Linked DNA regions of Sus scrofa: region 2 is linked to region 1. The links are chromatin contacts, called in public HiChIP or PLAC-seq maps. All regions are on one chromosome and are shown on one strand. The core of a region is the stretch at or near the end of the contact, and the rest is flanking DNA. Distances in the headings are between cores, read along the strand shown. Region 1 holds the start of DCPS (decapping enzyme, scavenger). Region 2 overlaps KIRREL3 (kin of IRRE-like protein 3).

What was found. HiChIP or PLAC-seq counts read pairs in DNA pulled down with a chosen protein or histone mark.
Region 2: an H3K27ac HiChIP or PLAC-seq map of skeletal muscle shows a contact between it and region 1. The contact joins the enhancer-like site here to the promoter of DCPS in region 1. A contact is called at or near these places in 2 of 5 promoter capture datasets (fetal liver and liver), 14 of 47 Hi-C or Micro-C datasets (alveolar macrophages, blood, embryonic fibroblasts and 9 more) and 2 of 2 datasets of contacts at active chromatin or transcription factors (alveolar macrophages and skeletal muscle).

What each region holds. Positions count from the first base shown.
Region 1 is chr9:53,398,479-53,403,203 of Sscrofa11.1, forward strand. It overlaps DCPS (decapping enzyme, scavenger), which reads left to right and starts at 2,309. Exons shown (of 6, transcript NM_213790.1): 1 at 2,309-2,509; 2 at 4,298-4,472. The coding sequence starts at 2,309.
Region 2 is chr9:53,539,256-53,543,980 of Sscrofa11.1, forward strand. All of the region lies in intron 5 of KIRREL3 (kin of IRRE-like protein 3), which reads right to left. Among named protein-coding and RNA genes, the nearest start is that of ST3GAL4, 66 kb to the left of the region's middle. Within about 2 kb of position 2,591, at least 7 of the 83 cell types and tissues checked have an H3K27ac peak or open chromatin away from gene starts, as enhancers often do. A contact at or near this core is called in fetal skeletal muscle and skeletal muscle, where this site is marked.

The DNA.
Region 1 (4,725 bases), core at 1,059-3,558:
AAAATATCACATCAATGATTTGCCAACAACAACAAAAAATTGTTGCCTGCCTGCCATTTCAGTAACCAGCGAATATTGCTCACCATCAAGCCATTAGCCACTGTTTTAGGCCGTGATGATGCACCCTGAGGGGGCATTCAGGATGAAGAAAAACAGGATACTGGCCCTAGATAGTTAAGGTGCATAACTAAGAAATAATTTCAATGACCTCAGACTCTTGCATCTTCCCATGTATAGAGAGGCACTAAAATCCTTAACCTGAAATGTCTGTTTTTCATGATTAGCAGTAATCTTTGGATGCTCAACTACATTTTTTTTTTTCTAACAAAACCTCCTATATATCCTGGCTCCTCTCTTACCTCTTTGGAACAGCTCCTCAGAGCCATCAGAGACTGTTTTCCAGGCTACAGTCCTCAGTAGATTCTCTGAATAAAGTATAACATGCAACTTGTAGGCTGTGTGTTTTTTTCAGTTGGCAAGTATCAGCAGAGGTGCACTCACTTCTCAGGAAGGCATGCTCAAGCACCAAGAGTTGCAGGGAAATCATAAGTAAATATTTTATACGGCAAAAAAAATTTTTAAAGAAAAGAGGGGTTCCCATTGTGGCTTAGCAGGTTAAGAACCCGACATAGTCTCCATGATGATGTGTGTTTGATCCCTGGCCTTATTCAGTCGAAGATCTGCCATTGCCACAAGCTGCAACGTAGGTTCCAGATGCGGCTCTGACCTGGTGTTGCTGTGGCTGTGGCATAGGCCAGCAGCTGTAGCTCTGACTGGACTACTAGCCTGGGAACCTCTATATGCCGTGGGTGCAGCCCCCCCAAAAATTTTTTTTTTTAATAAATAAAATAAAACCCTGAGCCATATCCTTGAATTATTTCGCAGATAATGAAATCCCCACTAGGTAGAAGTTAACTGCAAACTACATACTGATCACAACCTTGTAGACCCCAGACTGGTTGGAATCAGAGGTTGATACTGACCCCAGAAATACCATCTATCAACCAGAAGAATGTCCATTAGATGATCAGGTACCCTGCCACCTTTTCCTTCACCTTGCCTTTAAAAACACCTCCCTGAAAGCCATCAAGAAGTTCAGGTCTTTTGAGCATGAGCTGCCAGTTTTCCTTGCTTGGTCTCACTTTAAGAACCTTGCAATTGGGAGTTTCCGTTGTGGAAAAGCGGAAACGAATCCGACTAGGAACTACGAGGTTGTGGGTTCCATCCCTGGCCTCGCTCAGTGTGTTGAGAATCCAGCGTTGCCATGAGCTGTGGTGTAGGTCACAGACGCAGCTCGGATCCTGCATTGCTGTGGCTGTGCTATAGTTCCGATTGGACCCCTAGCCTCCACATGCAGCGGGTGCGACCCTAAAACGCAAAGAAACCCCAAAGACTGCAATAAACGCTGTACTTTCCCTCATCACAACCCAGTGTGGATAGATTGCAGTAAGTTGCCCAAGGAGACCCAACTTTGGTTCTGTAACATGGATACAGTGGGGCAGAAGCAAAGAGGCAGGCAATGAGTGAGACCAAGCAAGGAAAACCTGGCAGCTCATCCTTAAAAGACCTGAACTTCTTGATGGCTTTCAGGGAAGTGTTTTTAAAGGCAAGGTGAACGAGAAGGTGGCAGGGTACCTGATCATCTAATGGACAGGAAGCAGAAGCAAAGAGGCAGGCAATGGAAATGTACTTCTGGCCCTGTTCACTTACCATTCTTCTCAGCAAAAAATACTGGGATTTACAAAGAAAAGGACAACACAAAGAGGACTTTTGTAAAATGGAAACGGGTGAAAAATGGATAGGGTTTTAAGCGTTCTCTATGTTCAATCAATTGACTAAGAAAGAGATTGGCTCAACAGATTTGCTTCAGAAACATCCCTTCCACTCTAATCAATGTTGGCATAACTCTGATTAAAAAGCTGTATTCAACCCAAGTGTCAGCGCAGAGTCCAAAGGGCGTCTTGCAGCTCGGACTCGGGGGAGTAGGGGTGGGGTGGGGTGGCTGGGCTACCCTCTCCCCTGCAGCCTCTCTAGCCTTGCTGTCACCTTCTCTTTTCCCTCAGGACCAGCCTCCGCCCGGGTTGGCTAGCACGAGGAGACCAAAGGCGGGAAACTCGAATTAAGATGCTCACTCTAGACGAGTCCCAAAAAACAGCGGCCCTAGGTTTCCTACAGCCAGGAGATCGGCTGACTCCGGCGCGGAGCACGTCGGGAGTTGTAGTCACCGCCCTCCGCGGAGGTGGGGTGAGGCGGCAGAGGGGCGGGGCCGCGGCCGGGTTGGCGCAGGCGCACACTCTCCCCCGGCAATATGGCGGACACCGCTCCTCAACCCAGCAAGAGAAAGCGCGAACGAGACCCGGAGGAGGCGGAGGCACCCAGCACAGAGGAGAAGGAAGCAAGGGTTGGGAATGGTACCTCTGCTCCTGTCCGCTTACCTTTCTCCGGCTTTAGAGTGAAAAAAGTGCTAAGGGAGTCTGCGCGGGACAAAATCATTTTCCTGCACGGAAAGGTACCATTAAGCAGCGTTGGGGTGGGGATGCGGGAAGGAGTGACCCAATCGTCGCCTCGGAGGCGGATTTTTTTTTTTTTTTTTTGAGATTCTTTGGAAAATACTAATCGCATTGCCCCGGGTGGGAAGGAGGCCAAGTGCGCCAAAATGCCTGGGCAGGGGTTTGGTTCGTGGAGGAAACAAGGATACTTGTGAAATTAAGGGAATTAACACGCGTGGGGCTAATTTCCCTAATTCCTCCTCTTGTACTAAAATAAGAACCTAACACTTGCGGAGTGTATTTATTGTCGATTAAAAAGTCGCATGTTAAATTCCCCAAGCTTTCACCATTCATTTATTAAACCTGTAACGTGCTAGTTCTCTTGTGGCACAGCTGGTTAAGGATCTGGAGGTTTCACTGATGGGGCTTGGATCGCTGTTGTGGCGCAGGTTCCATCCCTGGCCCAGAACTCCACGTGCCTTGGGTGAGGGCAAACAAACAAACAAACGGGCCCCAACAAAACACACAAAAACCCTGTAAGGTGCTAGGAATCCAGTATGTTTCTGGGCAGTCTTGGTCATCCAGGCCCCAGGCAATAACATAGGCACTGTAGGAAGTATGATCTCTGCTATATACAGGACTCCCGCTCCTGGGAGCGGGGAAACAGTTTGTTGAATTGGTGATTCAATTCCACATATCATGCACAGACAGGCCAGCACTGAACTGGGTGCAACATAGAGCTGAAAGTTCCCATTCTTGATTCAATTCCACGTTTCATGCACAGACGGGCCAGCACTGAACTGGGTGCAACATAGAGCTGAAAGTTCCCATCCTTGATCTTCAGGAGTGCAGAGCATCCTTAAGCAGACAGGCACAGCTAGCTCTAATATCACGTGCTCAGCTCTCCAGCAGGGACTGAGGAGAGACTGGATACTGACCCAAGAGCTAGTAAAGAGGCAGTCCAAGGGTTCCCCAGAAGTCCTGGCAGGCGCTCTCACTTTTGGGAGGATGGGGGCAGGGAGACCCTGGGCCAGGCTTCCATGCCTCTTTCTGTGTCTCTTGTGTTTTACAAGGTTCTGTCTGTCTCAGCCCAACTTACCTTCAGTCTGCAGCACCTGCTGAAGATTTTAGCCATGGGAACCTTTGAGCTCGAAGCTAGTTGGGATACTTAAAGTCTAATTTCTATTTCACCATTTGGGCAAGTCACTTAAACTTCTCTAGACCTCATTTTCTTCAGCTGTAAAATGGGGAGAATTTTTTTGGGGGGGTGTCTTTTTTTTTTTTTTTCTTTTTTTAGGGCTGCACCCGAGGCACATAGAAGTTCCCAGGCTAGGAGTCCAGTCAGAGCTGTAGCTGCTGGCTTACGCCACAGCCACAGCAACGCCAGATTGGAGCCAAGGCTGTGACGTACACCTTAGCTCATGGCAATGCCGAATCCTTAACCCACTGAGTGAAGCCAGGGATTGAACCCATGTCTTCATGGGTACTAGTCAGGTTCGTTACCGCTGAGCCACGACAGGAACTCCAAAATGAGGAGAATTTGACAGAGGCCTTGTGAGCCCAAAAGAGAAGACAGTTGAGAAGTCTTGCATCTCTTAAAGAGCTGTGGCAAGGATCTGGGTTGATGAGATGCCTTCTCCAGGAAAAGAAACATGGGTGCCTTTGGCTAGGCTTTCTTAGAGGGAAGACTGCAGAGAAGGAAATCCAAAGTATTGAGATTGCTAAGGCCCTGAGAGCTTTTACTTTTGCTGTCCAGGTTTCAACTATGGTTCTACCCCAGGGCCCACTGATGGTGTCTCTGCCCATAGGTGAATGAGGCTTCTGGGGATGGAGATGGAGAAGATGCCATTGTGATCCTGGAGAAGACGCCATTTCAGGTGGACCAGGTGGCCCAGCTCCTGATGGGCAGCCCTGAACTCCAGCTGCAGTTCTCCAATGATATCTACAGCACCTATCACCTCTTCCCTCCAAGGCAGCTGAGTGGTGAGCAAGTGGGGCTGAAGCAGCTGCCTTTGGGAAGAGCAGGATGGTGGGGAACTAGCGGGGGCTGTGACCACTTCATAACTGATTTGCATGTTCTCCTGCGATAGTTCTCTATGGAAGGAGGAGGGGACATTTGGCAATCTCTGAAGACATTTTTGATTGTCAGAACTGGAAGGTGGAGTGTTGCTGGTACCTAGAGGGTGGAGGTCAGAGACCCTGCAAAATATCCTGCAAAACACAGGATGGGCCCCCA
Region 2 (4,725 bases), core at 1,341-3,840, 140 kb after region 1:
AGGCCTAGTTCAGAACAACAGCCCAGTGAGTGCCAACTCCCAAGGTTCTATTTCCTGAGGGGGGAAAAAAAAAAACCCTTCAGGGCTTCCAAGTTGCTCTCATCAGCCCCCAGACCCTGCCAGGATCCTGGCCCAGGGAGGAAGTCAGCCTCATTCAACCCTGCCCAACCTCCTAGGGGGCCCTGGGTGCAGACAGATGGTGGGTGTGGGCTGGACCATAAAGGCAGCCCTCCTCCCCTGCCAGCCCTCTACCCCGTCATTAGTGCCTGTGGCCTCCTGGGTGCTGAGCGGCCAGAGAGCCACAGGGAAGCTAATGAGGGCTTTCCATGGATGGGGGTGGGTGCAACAGTGCCAGGAGGGGATTTTATCTCGGGGGCTTTGGGCAGCCCTTCCAGGAGGGAGGGCTGGGCTGGGGCTCCTGTTCCCTCCCTTTGTGGTGGCAGCTTTCTCCTCGCCAGCCGCCCAGGATGAAGGCGCTCAGGCTGAGCTTGCCCAAGCGCCAGGGACCCTGGAAAGAACCATCTGAAACGTCCGGAGTGGAATAAGAACGGGGCCATGGCATGTGTGGGCCTCTCAAGTGGGGCGTGATTAGGGAAAGTGCCCTAAATCAGAGGCCAAAGCAGGAAGGCCGTCCTTTTCCTGGTTTTATTTCCTCAGATACAAAAGGTGAAAGTACAGCAGGGCCCCTGGACCGGTCCCCTGGCACTGACATTTCACGGGGCCTGAGACAGGGGTTCTCAACCTCGGCTGTATCTTACAACAGTCTGGAAGAGATTTCAAGTGTCCCGTTGCAGGCCACACCCCGACTGGCTAAATTCCCCATCACTGGAGGTGGACCCGAGCATCAGGGCTTTTTAAAGTCCCAGAGGATTCTGCTGGGTGACCAGGTTTGAGAACGGACTGTCTCTGGGCCTTTGCTCAGCGTAACCTCCTGTGATCACAGGCAGAGGAGGCCTTTCCTAAGTGTGAGGGCAGTGAGGGGCCAGGCCCTTCCTTCCTGCTTCTTTAGTGCTGTGTTTTGGGATACAGGGTTAGAGGAGGGGAGAGGGGAGTGGGTCTGTGCTGCTTGAGTGCTCAGGCACACACATGCATGCGCGCACACACACACACACACACACACCCTCAGAATGGGTCCTGATTACATCTTCCTGAATAAGTGGTTATCGCGCTGGTTATTCATGTAACCATGCATTATTGATCGGCCTTCGCCTCGGTGCACACCAGATGGGGTAGGAGGGGGTGCGGATGGGGCTGATGTGCGGGGGCGGTGGGGGAGGAGTGGGGAGGTTTGGGGGCCAGCCGGCTGAATAGAAATCAACAGTGGCTCTTGGCAGCTGCAGCTCTGATGGGAGGTGGGGGTGATTCATTACCCCTCCATTCAGACTGGGGCCCAGAGCTGAGGGGCCAGGAGGGGAGAAAGCCTGGAACAGCCCGAGCCTGGAGATGCATTATTCATAACCCCCCTCCCAGGACTGGTTATTATCCCGAACCACTATAGAGCTTGGTCTCCTAATTTTTAATCACAGGGAAGGTGGAAGCGTTAGCCTTTTGTGATTAATCCGGAGATAAAAATAGTTGACTGTTTTGGTGTTGTCTTGTTGTCAGTCAGGAAAAAAAATGCATTAACTGTTGGGTGACTGAGGCCTGGGCGGACCTGTGTGGATCCCAGGCAAAGTTGGTCCCCAGAGCTGGAAGCCAGCCCGGGGATCCCACCCTGCCTCGGACAGGGCTGGCAGGAGTAGGGGGGCTGTCTCCTCGGAGCTGCTCGTGGCAGGGACACATCGTGTGAGTTAGGGGTCCACAGTCACAGGGTGGCTGGCTCTTTGCCGTTTCCCCTCCTGTCATCTGGGATCCGGGCAGCCATCTGGGGGTCTTTCTCCTTGCTCTGCCCCTCTCTGGCCACCAGTCTGGCGGATGGTGCCACCGGCGAGGTGGGCAGGGTGGGCACCCGCTCCCCTTGTGTGGAAGGGATTCCCTGAGGACCTTCTCCCAGCTCTGCTGCCAAGGGCAAGGGGGCTGGCGTGGAGGGGCAGGCAGGGAGGCACAGACAGAGGGGCCAGGAGGCCAAGGGAGAGCTGCCCGGCTCCAGCTGGGAGGTAAAGCTGTCCTTTCTTAGGCATGAGGGTTCTTTACACCCTTTCACAGAAACAAGGGCTTTTGTGGTGAAAAGTTGTATAGAACCAGCCCCACTGCTGTCACCAAGGAGTGCTCCTCTGATCAGAAAGCCTTGGATTTCTGGACCAGAGCAAAAGCTAGGGGTGACCACCTGACCGTCCTTCCCACAGGACATCAACTGGACAGAGAGCAGAATGGAGCTGGGCCCAGAGGCCTTCCACTTCCTTCTGGAACAGCTTGTTGCTTCTGGGCGCAGCTCCTTTGACACCCTGGTGTGGGTTTGCCCGGAGAGGCTGGGAAAATGCCCTCAGTACCAGGTCCAGGTGTTCTGATGGGGGTTTTCTCCAAACTCCAGTGGGTCACCTGAGGGGCCCCCTCTGGGCTGCCAGGATTTCCCAAATGCTCAGTCAGCCTAGATGGCTGCTCTCCAGACATGGCGATGGGACACACCTGCTGACAGAGATCAGCTGCGCGGACACGCAGCTCATGTTACCAGTGGCAGCTGAACCGGTCGGGAGGTCAGCCATGTGGTCCTCTGGCCCCCAATAGCTCCGGGGCACCTCCTAGATGCCAAGCTCTGTGGAGGGCAGGCCCAGGTCTTGGTCGCCTTATGCACGGTGCATTCTCCACAAGCAGTCAGTTCAAAACACTGTCTGCTGGTGTCCCTGCTCTGCTCCAAGCTCTCCGGGGTGGGGGGACAAGGGCCTCTGGATGCTCCCGGGACGTAAGGTGAACTTCTCTCCATTGCCCACAAGCACCTGCACCCAGGCCCCAGCGCGCCTCTGGGACATGGGTCTGTTCCAGCCATTTCACCCTCACCACGTCCCACCCCCACAGCCTTTCTGTCTGGAAGGCTCTTTTCTGCGTCCTTGTCCTGCCAGTTTCTTCCTGTCAATGACGGTGCAGCTTAAATGTCACATCCTCAGTGAGGCCCAGCCACCCTGCTCAACAGCCCCTCAATTACTCTCCATCACGCCAGCCCGCTTCTTTTTTCTTTATCCCTGGGTTCGTTTGTTATCATCCCTTATGGAAAGAAGGCTCCCTGACAACAAAGAAAGACCTTACCTGGGAGGTCCCGTTGTGGCTCAGCGGGTTAAGAACCTGACTAGGATCCATGAGGATGTGGGTTTGATCCCACGTCTCGTTCAGTGGCGTAAGGATCTGGCGTTGCCCTGAGCTATGGCATAGGTAGCAAACGCAGCTTAGATCCCATGTTGCTGTGGTTGTGGTGTAGGCCAGCAACTGCAGCTCCAATTCGACCCCTAACCTGGAAACTTGCATAAGCCGCAGGTGCAGCCCTACAAGCCAAATAAAATAAAATTTACAAAGACCTTATCTGTCTTGGTCACTGCAGTATGGCCTTATTCAGATCCGTGGCTGGCATACAGTAGCTGCTCAGTGAATGTTTATGAATGAATCTGTGAAAGATCCCTGGATGAGTGGTCTGTCATGGACATTTGCTTCTGGGGCCAGCAGTTTTTATGCTGTGTGTAGGGGGGTGCTGGGTAGAGTTGGGGGTGGCAGATGAGTGTGTATTGGGGCGGGATGGGCAGCTGGGGCAGCTGTGTAGGAACTCATTATGGTGGGACCTGGGGGACCTGGCTGTTTCCTGCCATTTCTGGAGAGGGGAAGCCTGAGTGGGGAGGACTTGGGGTGGTGGTTCTCGGCCTGATTTCTCGTTAGCACCAGGCGCCTTGGTTAGGGACATCCCCGGCAGGGTGGCAGAGAGCTTCTGGCTTGGAGCAAAGAGGAGGTTTGCCATGAAAGGTGCTAGTCCTGGCATCAGCGTTCAGCCCTGGGCCCCCGGGGAGTGGGGGAGGGTTGGGAGCAGGCTGAGTTGGTGCTGGGGGTGGGAGAGCTGACTGGAGGGGCAGGGGACGCCTCTGGGCCCATCCTAACCAACACCTCCCACACTTTCAGAACCTTCCTCCCCGTGTCCTGGGTGCACAGGGAGCCAGCTTTCCTTCCTTTCCTTTTACTCTTCCTCCATGTCTTTGTATTTATTTTTTTCTTTTAGGGCCTCACCCACGGCACATGGATGTTCCCAGGCTAGGGGTCGAATCAGGGCTACAGCTACTGGCCTATCCCACAGCCAAAGCAGCACAGGATCCAAGCTGAGTCTGTGACCTACACCACAGCTCATGGCAATGCCGGATCCTTAGTCCACTGAATAAGGCCAGGGATAGAACCTGCATCGTCATGGATACTAGTCGGGTTCATTGCCACTGAGCCACAATGGGAACTCCCCCTCCCTGTCTTTCTTTCAGTCTCTTCTATGTCACAGTCTGAACATACATAGTAAAACCAGACACAGCCTGCCCTCCTGGAGGGGATAAAGAGAACTTGGTTACTCAAAGTGTGTGCCTGGGACAGACCTGCAGCCTCTGTGTCACCAGGGAGCTTATGAGAAACCCAGAAGCTTGTCCACCATGGGACCTCCTGAATCTGAATCTGTGATAATTTGTATCTACATTAATGTCCAAGATAATTTGTATCTATATTAATGTCTAATCCCCACTGCTTTCAGGGGTTCCTTGGATGATTACTAACTGATGAGAGCTTTGAGAAAAGGCTCAGTGGACAATGAGAACACCTATGGGGCCCTTGGTC